2 separate regions of the Sus scrofa genome follow, and region 2 is linked to region 1. A link is a contact called in public Hi-C data. All regions are on one chromosome and are shown on one strand. Each heading gives the region's core, a stretch centred on a gene start, on an enhancer-like site or on the middle of the called end of the contact. The rest is flanking DNA. Distances are from core to core; before and after follow the strand shown.

The links. A called contact is a pair of places that touch in the nucleus more often than the background predicts.
Region 2: a contact with region 1 is called in a Hi-C map of omental adipose tissue, with 1.5 times the contacts expected there. The contact joins two enhancer-like sites. A contact is called at or near these places in 1 of 5 promoter capture datasets (liver) and 3 of 47 Hi-C or Micro-C datasets (alveolar macrophages, heart right ventricle and omental adipose tissue).

Annotation. Positions count from the first base shown.
Region 1 is chr11:14,939,889-14,944,641 of Sscrofa11.1, reverse strand. LOC102159588 (a long non-coding RNA gene) reads left to right here. Exons shown (of 7, transcript XR_002336533.1): 2 at 1-72. Among named protein-coding and RNA genes, the nearest start is that of COG6, 370 kb to the right of the region's middle. Within about 2 kb of position 2,376, at least 15 of the 83 cell types and tissues checked have an H3K27ac peak or open chromatin away from gene starts, as enhancers often do. A contact at or near this core is called in liver and omental adipose tissue, where this site is marked.
Region 2 is chr11:15,110,767-15,115,787 of Sscrofa11.1, reverse strand. No RefSeq gene overlaps it. Among named protein-coding and RNA genes, the nearest start is that of FOXO1, 300 kb to the left of the region's middle. Within about 2 kb of position 2,762, at least 16 of the 83 cell types and tissues checked have an H3K27ac peak or open chromatin away from gene starts, as enhancers often do. A contact at or near this core is called in liver and omental adipose tissue, where this site is marked.

The sequences.
Region 1 (4,753 bases), core at 1,127-3,626:
TGGAGGGGGACCGAGAGCGCACCGTTCATGGGCTGGTCAGCATCCGGCGATGTCGTCTGAAATCATGGACAGGTACTTTACGTGATGATAAGTATTATGATGATGACTGAAATCCTCTCACAGGTGGTCAGTTAATTTGCTTGCTTCCTTCTTTTTAGACTTAATTATCCCTCTAGTTACAAATTCCCATAACAAACATTTACTGAAGACCCTGAGATAGGTATTTGATTAGAGTTATTCATTCACTGATACCCCTGAGACCTATGTGGTGATCTGTATGTTGGGGAACAGTGAACATAAAAAAATCCCTGTTCTGGGAGTTCCCGTCGTGGTGCAGTGGAAACGAATCCGACTAGGAACCCTGAGGACGTGGGTTTGATCCCTGGCCTCGCTCGGTGGGTTAAGGATCTGGTGTTGCCATGAGCTGTGGGTGTAGGTCGCAGACACGGCTCAGTTCCTGCGTGGCTGTGGCTGTGGCTGTGGGGTAGGCCGGCAGCTACAGCTCCGATTGGACCCCTAACCTGGGAACATACATGTGCCGCTGGTGTGGCCCTAAAAAGGCTAATAATAATAATAATCCCTGTTCTTAAAAGGTTTCCATGCTGGTGGGTAGGGGACGGAGGACAGACAAATCAGTGATACGTCAGGTAGTATAAGGGCCATGGGAAAAAAGAAAAAGAAAAAACAGGGAAGGGTGATAGTGACAGAAGCAGAGAAGAAAAAGTAAACAATGCTTTATGAAGGAAATCAGAGAGCGTATAAATATAAATTTTTGTTTTGAAATCTGAAATTGTTAAAGTTTTTTTTTTTCTTTAGAATAAATTCAGATAATCTAAATCTCTTTAGGGCAGCAGTTCTGAAATTTGGTCCCCTGACTTGCTAAGAGCCCCTCCGCTCTGCATCTGGACACCTTTAGAGATGGGACCTGGAAAAGGAAAATAGTGTAAAGAAGCAGGAGTGTATGAGCCTGGAGGTCACCTTGTCCCTAACGTGTCAAACACCGTTTGCAGCCAGTCTGACGTCAATCAGCAAGGGCTGACATATGATTCATCTGTGTTCGTACCATTGTTGGTTCCTGTTATTGTTTTTCTCCTCACATTGTAGTTAATCATTCGTTGAGTTTGGTTAAACACTCACGTGCCATATTAGGCCTTTTCCTACAGTTTCACCGGGGCCAAACCCTGGGTGAAAATGTAGGCATGGGTTGGGTCTCTGGTGGTGATGCCAGGGCCCTCTCCTGTGCCCGAGGGGGCCAGCACCCTGGGGTAAGGGGATGGAATGAATGAATCCAGTTGGTAAACCAAAATCACAAATTTCCACTGGTTGGCAGATGGAATGTGCCATTCTGCATACAAGCAAACTTTAGGGAATCTCAAGGGCTCTCTTTTTCCTCTGAAATTACTGTGAAGTTTTAAAATAATTCAATCATGAGCCATTGACCTGAATCGGTATCAAATAACAAGAGAAGGGAGGGCAATGAGGATTTAAAGATAAATACAGGAAGGACGGAGACCAGACTCCACCAGGAATTCTGAAACCCAGATCTGCTTACAAGGTACATTCTAACCCAAAGTTTCTGGGTTGAAAAGCTACCTCCCCCCACCCCCAGATATGCAGACACAAAGGGACGAGCTTAGTAAAACTCTCTTCCTTCCTTCCAGGATGAGGCACAAACAGCAGGAGGCTTTCAGCAAGTTTTGCTTTTTTTTCCTCCTCCCCCCCACCCCCCATACCCTTCTTAGCTTGACAGCAAACAGGACAGACACTTGGCCCTGACTTGCTCTGTCTGGATTGAGGAGCCTTCCTTCTACCTGCTTGTCAGAAGGCCCTTTGTCCTCAGACACAGAAAGAGGTAGATCTCTCTACCATCAACAGCCTATTTCTGACCAGGCTCCAGGTGAAACTTCAGAGCAGCCCCAGAGTCTTTCAAAGCCAGGCCAAGCCCGAATGGCTTCCTGGTACCCACCCAAGTTCAAGAAGCCAGCAAACTCCTGAAGCAGGGCTCTGGAAATGAAAAAGAAGTTTCTCCTCTTAGTTCATCTCGTCACCATCTGGCTAGCTATGATCATCCTTCTTGCACTGTGATTAATTTTTTTATGCCATAGATTTCTGCTAATTAATGGTAATTACCAAGAACAGGAAATTTCAGCGTGACCCAATCATGTTTACCCAGGATGGCAAAGTTGGAGAACAGTTCTTTAAGAGATGTTGCTTGGGATTGCTGAATTTCAAAAGCCGAGTAGAGCCTCTGACATCAACTGGTTCAAATAGGTCACTAACAGATGAGGAAACTGGTAAGAGTTAGCCCAGCTAGTTAGTGGCAGGGCAGAGGTGAAGATCCAGCAGCCACATCCCCAGTCCAGTAATGTTTGTAAGAGGCTCTGCTGCCTGGAGAACTGGTTCAAACCAGAAGCAGCCACTCCTCTCCGTTTGGGTGGAATCATCAAATCCAGAACGGAATTTGGTCAAAATGTCTCATTGCATCATCACGTCGCTTTGAAACTGCAAGTTCTTTGGACAGAGAGTTCCTGTCTGTGTGATGTGAACCAGTAAATTCTCTGGAAAAAAATCAGTCCAAACACTTGGCTGGTGTCTTGGAGGAAAAAAAAAATGGGGGTGATTAAATTTTTAAAAATTGAATTAAGCAGCTGTGTTTGAATCCTGTGGATGCTCATATTAGGTCTAAACTGAGTTGTCCAGAGCTGGCGTTGGGTCGTGGAATTGCATGGAAATTGTGTGGTGGCTCAGTCCTAGTGATAGGTGACATGTCAGCCCTGGGTTGTTGTCCAGGCTGGCAGGGAAGTTCCAGGTTTAGTCCAGTGGTTATGAAACTGTTAGACCACGTTTCTCTTTTGAACAGAAGAATCGTTTTTTCAAATAAAATAGTAAATGTGTCATCTCTACACATAAAATAGATAAGGGTGACATTTTATGTTTAAAGTGATACATTGCCCCTCTCTGAAAACAGCCAATGAAAAAAGCCAAATTGTCCCTTTGAACTAACATTGACCTCGTGAGTTAGAAGAGTCAGTTTGAGTTTTTAAGCAGCATCAGCCTGTCATTCGTCTCTATGTGTGGATTTACTGGCAGTGAAACTTATTCATCTGGTATCTCAAGTGCCTGGCACATGGTCTGGCTTATGGGAGAGATGAATAAATCAGTGACTCTGAGCTTGTGAGCCTCAGTAAGGTAGGATGTGTAGGAGGCAGTCAGGCTCCCACCCCAGGGCCTTTGCACTTGCTGTGTGCTCTGCCTGGGATGCTCTTCCCCTGCTGTCCCTTGGCTGGCACCCTCACGTCCTTCAGGATTTTACCCAACAAGTACCTTCGCATTGGCCTCTCCCTCAGGTAAAGGTTTCCTTTTCCCTCCCCTGCTCTTCTCTTCCCGACCTTTCCCCCTTAACACTGTCACTGCCTCCCTATTACTTTCTTGCTGGGTATTATCTGCCTCTCTCACCAGAGTGTCTCCTACACGAGGGTGGGGATTTTTGTCTGTTCTTTTCGCTACTTTGATAATGTACTGGTTACACAGAGGCGCTCAGGAAATGTTTCTTGCACTAATTAATTCAAAAAATTGAATTATTAGGTATTAATTAATTCAAAACATTGATTTAAAAAAAGGTAGGCGCTGCCTCTTAATTCACCATGTAGCCACCCTTTCCTGAAAGGACACCTACTGCCACCACTTCCATCAAGCAGGCAGCTGATGAATGTAGGCCTAGGCGGTAATGAGTTGGAACTTGATGAGGCTGAGGAAGGTGGTCCACGCGAGAGCTCAGAGCAGCGGAGGGCTGTGGCCAGGTCTGTGAGTTCAGTGCAAACCGTGATGCTCTAACTGCAGTGAGGAACGAATTAGAACCCAAGGTGTCAGCCTGCCTCGTACACACTCTTCCTCCCTGAGGCATGTTTAATCAGCGGCATTCTTTGGACCACGTGGTCATCAGGGCAGGGATGTTTTTCAGCTCCTCCTTAGGCTTATAGATTGATCTCCTCGTGGTCTTTTGGCCTCTTCAGATTGGCGCCTTCACTTGGGCCCCTACCGTCTTTCACCTGGACAGTGGCAGCCACGTTCCAGTGAACGTGCCCATCCCAGGAATCTACCTTTGCCAGTTCATGCTGTGCTTGCTTAGAAAGTTTATGTTCTAAAACCCAGATCTGGTCCATGAACTCACCTGCTTCAAAGCCTTCAATGGCTTCCTAGTGTCTGGAGGTTACATGTCAAACTCCTTTGGACATTCAAGGTCATGCTTTTCCTCCACTGCCACTACCCCATCTCTTGTGGGGCAGTTCTTACCTCCCTGGAGGAGATAGTTCTCTTCGGGGTCCCTGGACCTTTGCTGGTGTTATTTGCACCTGCAGCACCCTCACACACTCCCACCTCCGTGTCCATTGGAAGCAGTGAACGGCACTGCCCATGGGGGCAGATAACGTCTCTCATCATTCCAGAACAAAATATGAATCTGGTACGTATTTGTAGGGTGAATTAAAAAAAATAATATGGTGAATTAAAAAATAAAAGGCTGATAACTGTGATTTGCATTGAAGTAGACATCAAGTGTATTGTCATTACCAGGAGATGGGCATGGCTTGGTTCATTTCAGCACCATACATAGTGGGAAACACACAGAGTGATAAGACAGAACGTCTACACTTTCGAGAGTCAGTCGGAAATAATCAGCACTGGCCAGAAATGTGAAAACTCTCCAGGAAACGGAGACGGACTCTAATGGGTAAACTTGAGCAGCGATCTTCTT
Region 2 (5,021 bases), core at 1,513-4,012, 170 kb before region 1:
AATCACAGATGTGCAGGGAGAATTGTTTGGTTGGTGAATAATAGGGTCACATCATAACAGCGTTTTGTATTTATAGAAACTTTTCTCTCAAGAAACAAAAAAGGCTCCGGCTTCTATTAATACATTCCTCTGGGAGCAGCAGAGAGAAGCGCTAGGAATGGGGATCGTGCAGGGGAGGAAGCCGAGGGGTGAGGGTCAGGCAGCTTGTCCAGGACGGTTGGAACCACGGGCTGGCCAGCGCCAAGGGGGAGCCCAGCGCTTCTGAGTGTCGAGTCCCCAGCCAGTCCTGGCAGTGGTGTGATCTGTGCAAAGATCCGATGAGAGGACTCAGTCAGTCATGCTCGCTCTGAAATGCCATCGCATGCGGAGAGCACCTTCTGGATGCAATGGAGGGAAAGAAATGGCACATTTGAGGGGAAAAGAGAGATGATGCCTTTGGCGTTTTATATGACAGACAGCAAGCCTCTGGGCAAACAGTGGATGCAGGGTCAAGCAGACATCCAGATGTTTTCTAGCCACCAACATGACAATATCTGCAAACATCTGGAGGGTCAATGGAAAGGCTTGTGTTTTTCCACCCATGTGGCCCGTTTGGGCTACTTCCAGCCAGAATTAGGCTGAGTCAGGAGGGCACAGCGGACCTTTGCTGCCTTCCCTACAGGGTTGCACAGTGTTGGAGGGAGCCGGGTCTGGCTCTGTCTGGGGTGTTGGTTGAACAGGTATGTGCGTGCACACACACGCAGGAAGACTTCCCGAACAGATCCAGAGCTCCTGCATCAAGGGGCTCCTGGGGAGGAAGGCTCCCCTTGGGACCGAGGATGCCAGGCAGCGACCGGCCGGACCTGCAGTGCTCAGGGCACTGCGCCAGCCCCCACCTGTGCACAGTTGGTGGCCAGGCTTGGTCACTAGCAGCAGCAGCAGCAGCAGCCAGAAGATGCAGTTGGATAACATGCTCAGAGAAGGAACGAGAGGAGGAGCAGGCCAAGGGGGAGCGTCTTGGTGGTTAAGGTGGTTGGCGTGGATGGGACTCCAAAGACAGAGCTGAGTGTCAGTTCTTATGAGCAAGTATTGCCTGCGCTGGATGAAGAGGACTCGCTGGGAATCAGGGCCTGTGGATCACAGCCGGCTCGCTTCACCGTGAATTGCCGGAGCTGTGGGCTTGTCAGACTTGAGCCGGTTTGAGAACAGAGGCAGTGGCACATCATCCCCAGTCGTCTGTCCATTCATCCTTCCTCCGCTCGACCAGTGTTAGCGGAATTCCTCTAATACGCAGATCAAGAACTATACTAGGTAGTGAGGATTAAGGCGTAACTCTCTGGTCCAGGGGAGGCCAGAGACTCAGGAAACAGGCCATTGCAGGACACCGGAATCCGTGCTCGGAGGGGGCAGCGTGCAGGGTGGTGGGAACCCCCCGGCTGATGCCTCCCGCTTCCTGGAGGCAGTGATGTCCGCGGTCAGGTCTGACGGGTGAGTGGAACGGAGCCAGGGAGCAGGAGGGCTCAGGAGTTCACCGGACGAGGGGACAATGGCTCGGAAGAGGAAGAGCCAGTGCTCCTGAAAGGCTGGAGTATCTGGGGGGGAGAAACGAGGCAGGAAGACTCAGCACAGCGGGTGCTGGAGGCTCTGCTCCTCCTGGTGGTGAGGCGGGGCTGCGGGGCTGAATGGACGGGGCTGAGAGCCGAGCACAGAGCAGGCTGCGGGGGAGTGCAGATTTGGGGGTCACTGGAACACAGGCATCAGTCAGAGGCCTGAGGGAGTGAAACCCCGCCCAGGGAGCGTCCGGGGTGAGAGGGAGGGCCCGGGACAGAGTTCAGAGAAGCCGCAACCTTCAAGTGTGGGGGCACCGAAGGCCCACTGGGACGGGCAGCCAGAGAGCAGGGAGGAAAGGTGAGAGGCGGTGGTGAGGCTTCCAGAGGAAGAGCAGGTCAGAAGAGCAAGGTCATGGCTCAGAGGGCAAAAGGGGCTGACAAATCAAGTAAAACAGTGACTAAAAAAAGTGCCTACTTAGCAACATGGGGATGGGTAGTGATCTTGGCGAGATCTGACGCTTCCTGATAAGTCAGGTGTGGGCAGGTAGTGGGAGGTGAGAAGTAGCGTCGCACACTTTTTGTAGAACTCTGGCCACGATGGTGAGAAAGAGCTTGCTCTGGACTTGGAGGGCTGTGGTTGGAAGGACTGGTAAAGACAGAAGCAGCAAGAGCGCTCGCGGCTATTCCCGAGGGCCCCGGGGAGCTGAAACACCGCCACAGGCACAGGGCGGAGGGCCCCCTGTCAGGGCCAGCCCAGAACTCCTTTGGGTGTGAGGTGCTAAGGAACTGAGCTTGGGGCCAGACCACACGGATGTAGTCCTGCCTCTTCCATATCTTGTCCGTGTGACCTTCGGGAAGTCACCTAAGCTCAGTCTCAATTTCTTCATCTGAACAATAGGATCCACCTCCTCAGGCTACTTGAAAACCAAATTCAGTTTTGTCCATAAAGGGGCTGGCGCAGTGCCTGCTAAGTCCTCATCAACGCCTGTCTACCGTCTGAAGGATGGCGACCTGTCAGGAACCTGTCCCTCCAGGTGGCGGGCACCTCCTCCGGTGCCCACCTCTGCCTTGAATGGGGCAAGGGCTCGTTCTCTTTGCTCTGCTGGCCTCTCTCCCGGCACCCGACGCCACACACAGCCCTGGAAGATCTCCAGCTCGCGCTGTCTGCATGCGAGCCTGCCATGGGGAGCAGCAGCTGCGAACACACCTAACCAGAAGCAGCATTGCCGGATGGGTGACACCTCAGGGGAAACCACAGCTTCGTGCCTCTTTGCTGGAAAGCCCAACCGCCCTTTTGTTCTGCAGGTAGAACTGTTGCGAAAGGGAACGCAGACGGAGTTCCGGGAACACTGTAGGTACCTCTGAAATGGTTTCTCTGTTTTTAAACATCACCAGGAAGTGCTAAGTGATGGGACAAGAAGGGAGTGCCCAAGAGAGGGCAAAGCGAAGCCTCATCTTCCAAACCAGACGCTCTGCCTTCTTTCTCTTTTGGTCCCTGCCCCCTACTTCCTCCCAGTAGAGACTGTATCTGCTTTTTTTCTCTCCCTGAGGAGCCTGATAGGCTTATTCCCATTGGAACCAAATGGAGCTGGAGCCTTGTAGATAATCTGGAGCCTGGATAGGAAAAAGAGGCTTGAAGTTACAGTGAGTGACTGAGGAGCCAGGCAGGACTCCAGACTCATGACTCTGACTCCTTGGTCCAGTGCTCTGTTCAAAGCTTCTCCTCGTAGACAACGAGGATTTTAGCAATCCATTATCTCCCTGATGTTGCTGCTGTAATCATCCACCACGCATCACACACCTCCTTTACAGGACTTCAGAGGACTTGCATCCAGTCCTTTGTAGGCACTGGGGACTAGCAGCCAAAGAGAAGTAATCCCTGCTCTTGCAGGGCGTATGGTCCAGTGAGGGGAGATGGATAGTGAAATACAGGCAGACCTTGGAGGTTGTGTTCAGTCCTGGCCACTGCAGTAAAGTGAATATGGCATTAAAGCGAGTCACAGAATGGTTTGGTTTCCAGTGCATATAAAAGTGATCTTTACCCTGTTCATAGATGTCTATTAAGTGTGCAATAGCATTATGTCTAAAAAAAAAAAAAAAACCAATGTGCATACTTTCATTAAAAAGTAATGCTACTGAGGAGTTCTCTTGTGGTGCAGTGGGGTTAAGGATATGGCTCTGTCACTGAGGTGGCTCGGGTCACTGCTGTGGTACAGGTTCGATCACTGGCCCGGGAACTTCCATATGTCATGGGTGAGGCTAAAAAAATAATAATAATAATACTGTTGGGAAAATGGTGCCAAAAAGCTTGCTCAACACAGGGTTGCCACAAACCTTCAATCTGTAAAAATGCAGAATCTGCAAAGCGCAATACAATGAGGTCTGCCTCTAGGCAAATAACTGGTAGATACACTCTCCACAGTGTCTCCCTGGGGAACAGTTTTCTCAATAGAATGCTTCTCAAATTATTAAAACCCAACTTCATAGAATGTATGTATCTTTCAACACAGTGGTTTTCAATGTCAATGATTATGTAGAAAAACGTGTCTCTATATGACCCCCAAACTCCATACAACATTTAAGTAAAATGATTTGTGGGAATCGTCTTGCGTTACATTCTAAATACAACTCATTGAATTGTTTTCAAGGCTCATTGAAGTCCACTTGGGGTGTGTGCCTTGGTGGTTAGAGCTGAGAGAGGGGCCCTAGGACATCATTCAGGCATCACTTTGTTACAAACGTATTAATTTTTTGGTGATCAGGAAAGCGACGCTTGCGGCATTTTACACCTCAGCATGATGTTTTATTGCTTAGACGTGAGTACAGAGGTGTTTTCTACTATATTAGTGACATTTTAGGAAACTTGTTGGAGTTTGAGGTTAGTGCCTTTAAAGTCACGGGAAGTGGGTTCCTGGTTACATTGTCCGGCAGGAGGCTGACGTAGAGCATGTGTCAGAAAGGTGAGAGGTGTCCTATCAGGCCCCCCTTTGTGCGCATTCTCAGAGCAGCGTCTGGTTGGGACTCCCAGTCACAGCCACAGCATCCCCAGAGGTGACACATCCCTTTTATGGGGGAGCCGGCACAGACAATGGCCTTGCATCACCACGTCGAGGTGGGTACCAAGCACGTGTCCTTCACTAGGAAGCTTGGCTCAGTGATGATGATCAAGGCTCCTTGCAGAAGAACTTCAACAGGAAGAGTAAAACGATGCCCTTGTCAAGTTCTGTGCTGGTCCTCTGCCGGCAGAGGTGGCCCAGTTCCATGAGCTGTTTTGTTTTTTTATTTTTTTTTAATTTTTTTTATTTGAATGGTAGCTCTGGAATGGTAGGAAGTCTCCCACAGAGGATTTCCTTTGCTCATTGTTGTTTTTCCCTTAGGAAAAAAATGTGGTAAGGGAGGGCCATGCTTCTCTCTCCCTTTGTGACTTCTGTGATGCAGAGTTTAAAAGGCCAGTGACAGGATCTGGGTCACAGACTCGGTTTCCTTCTTGTG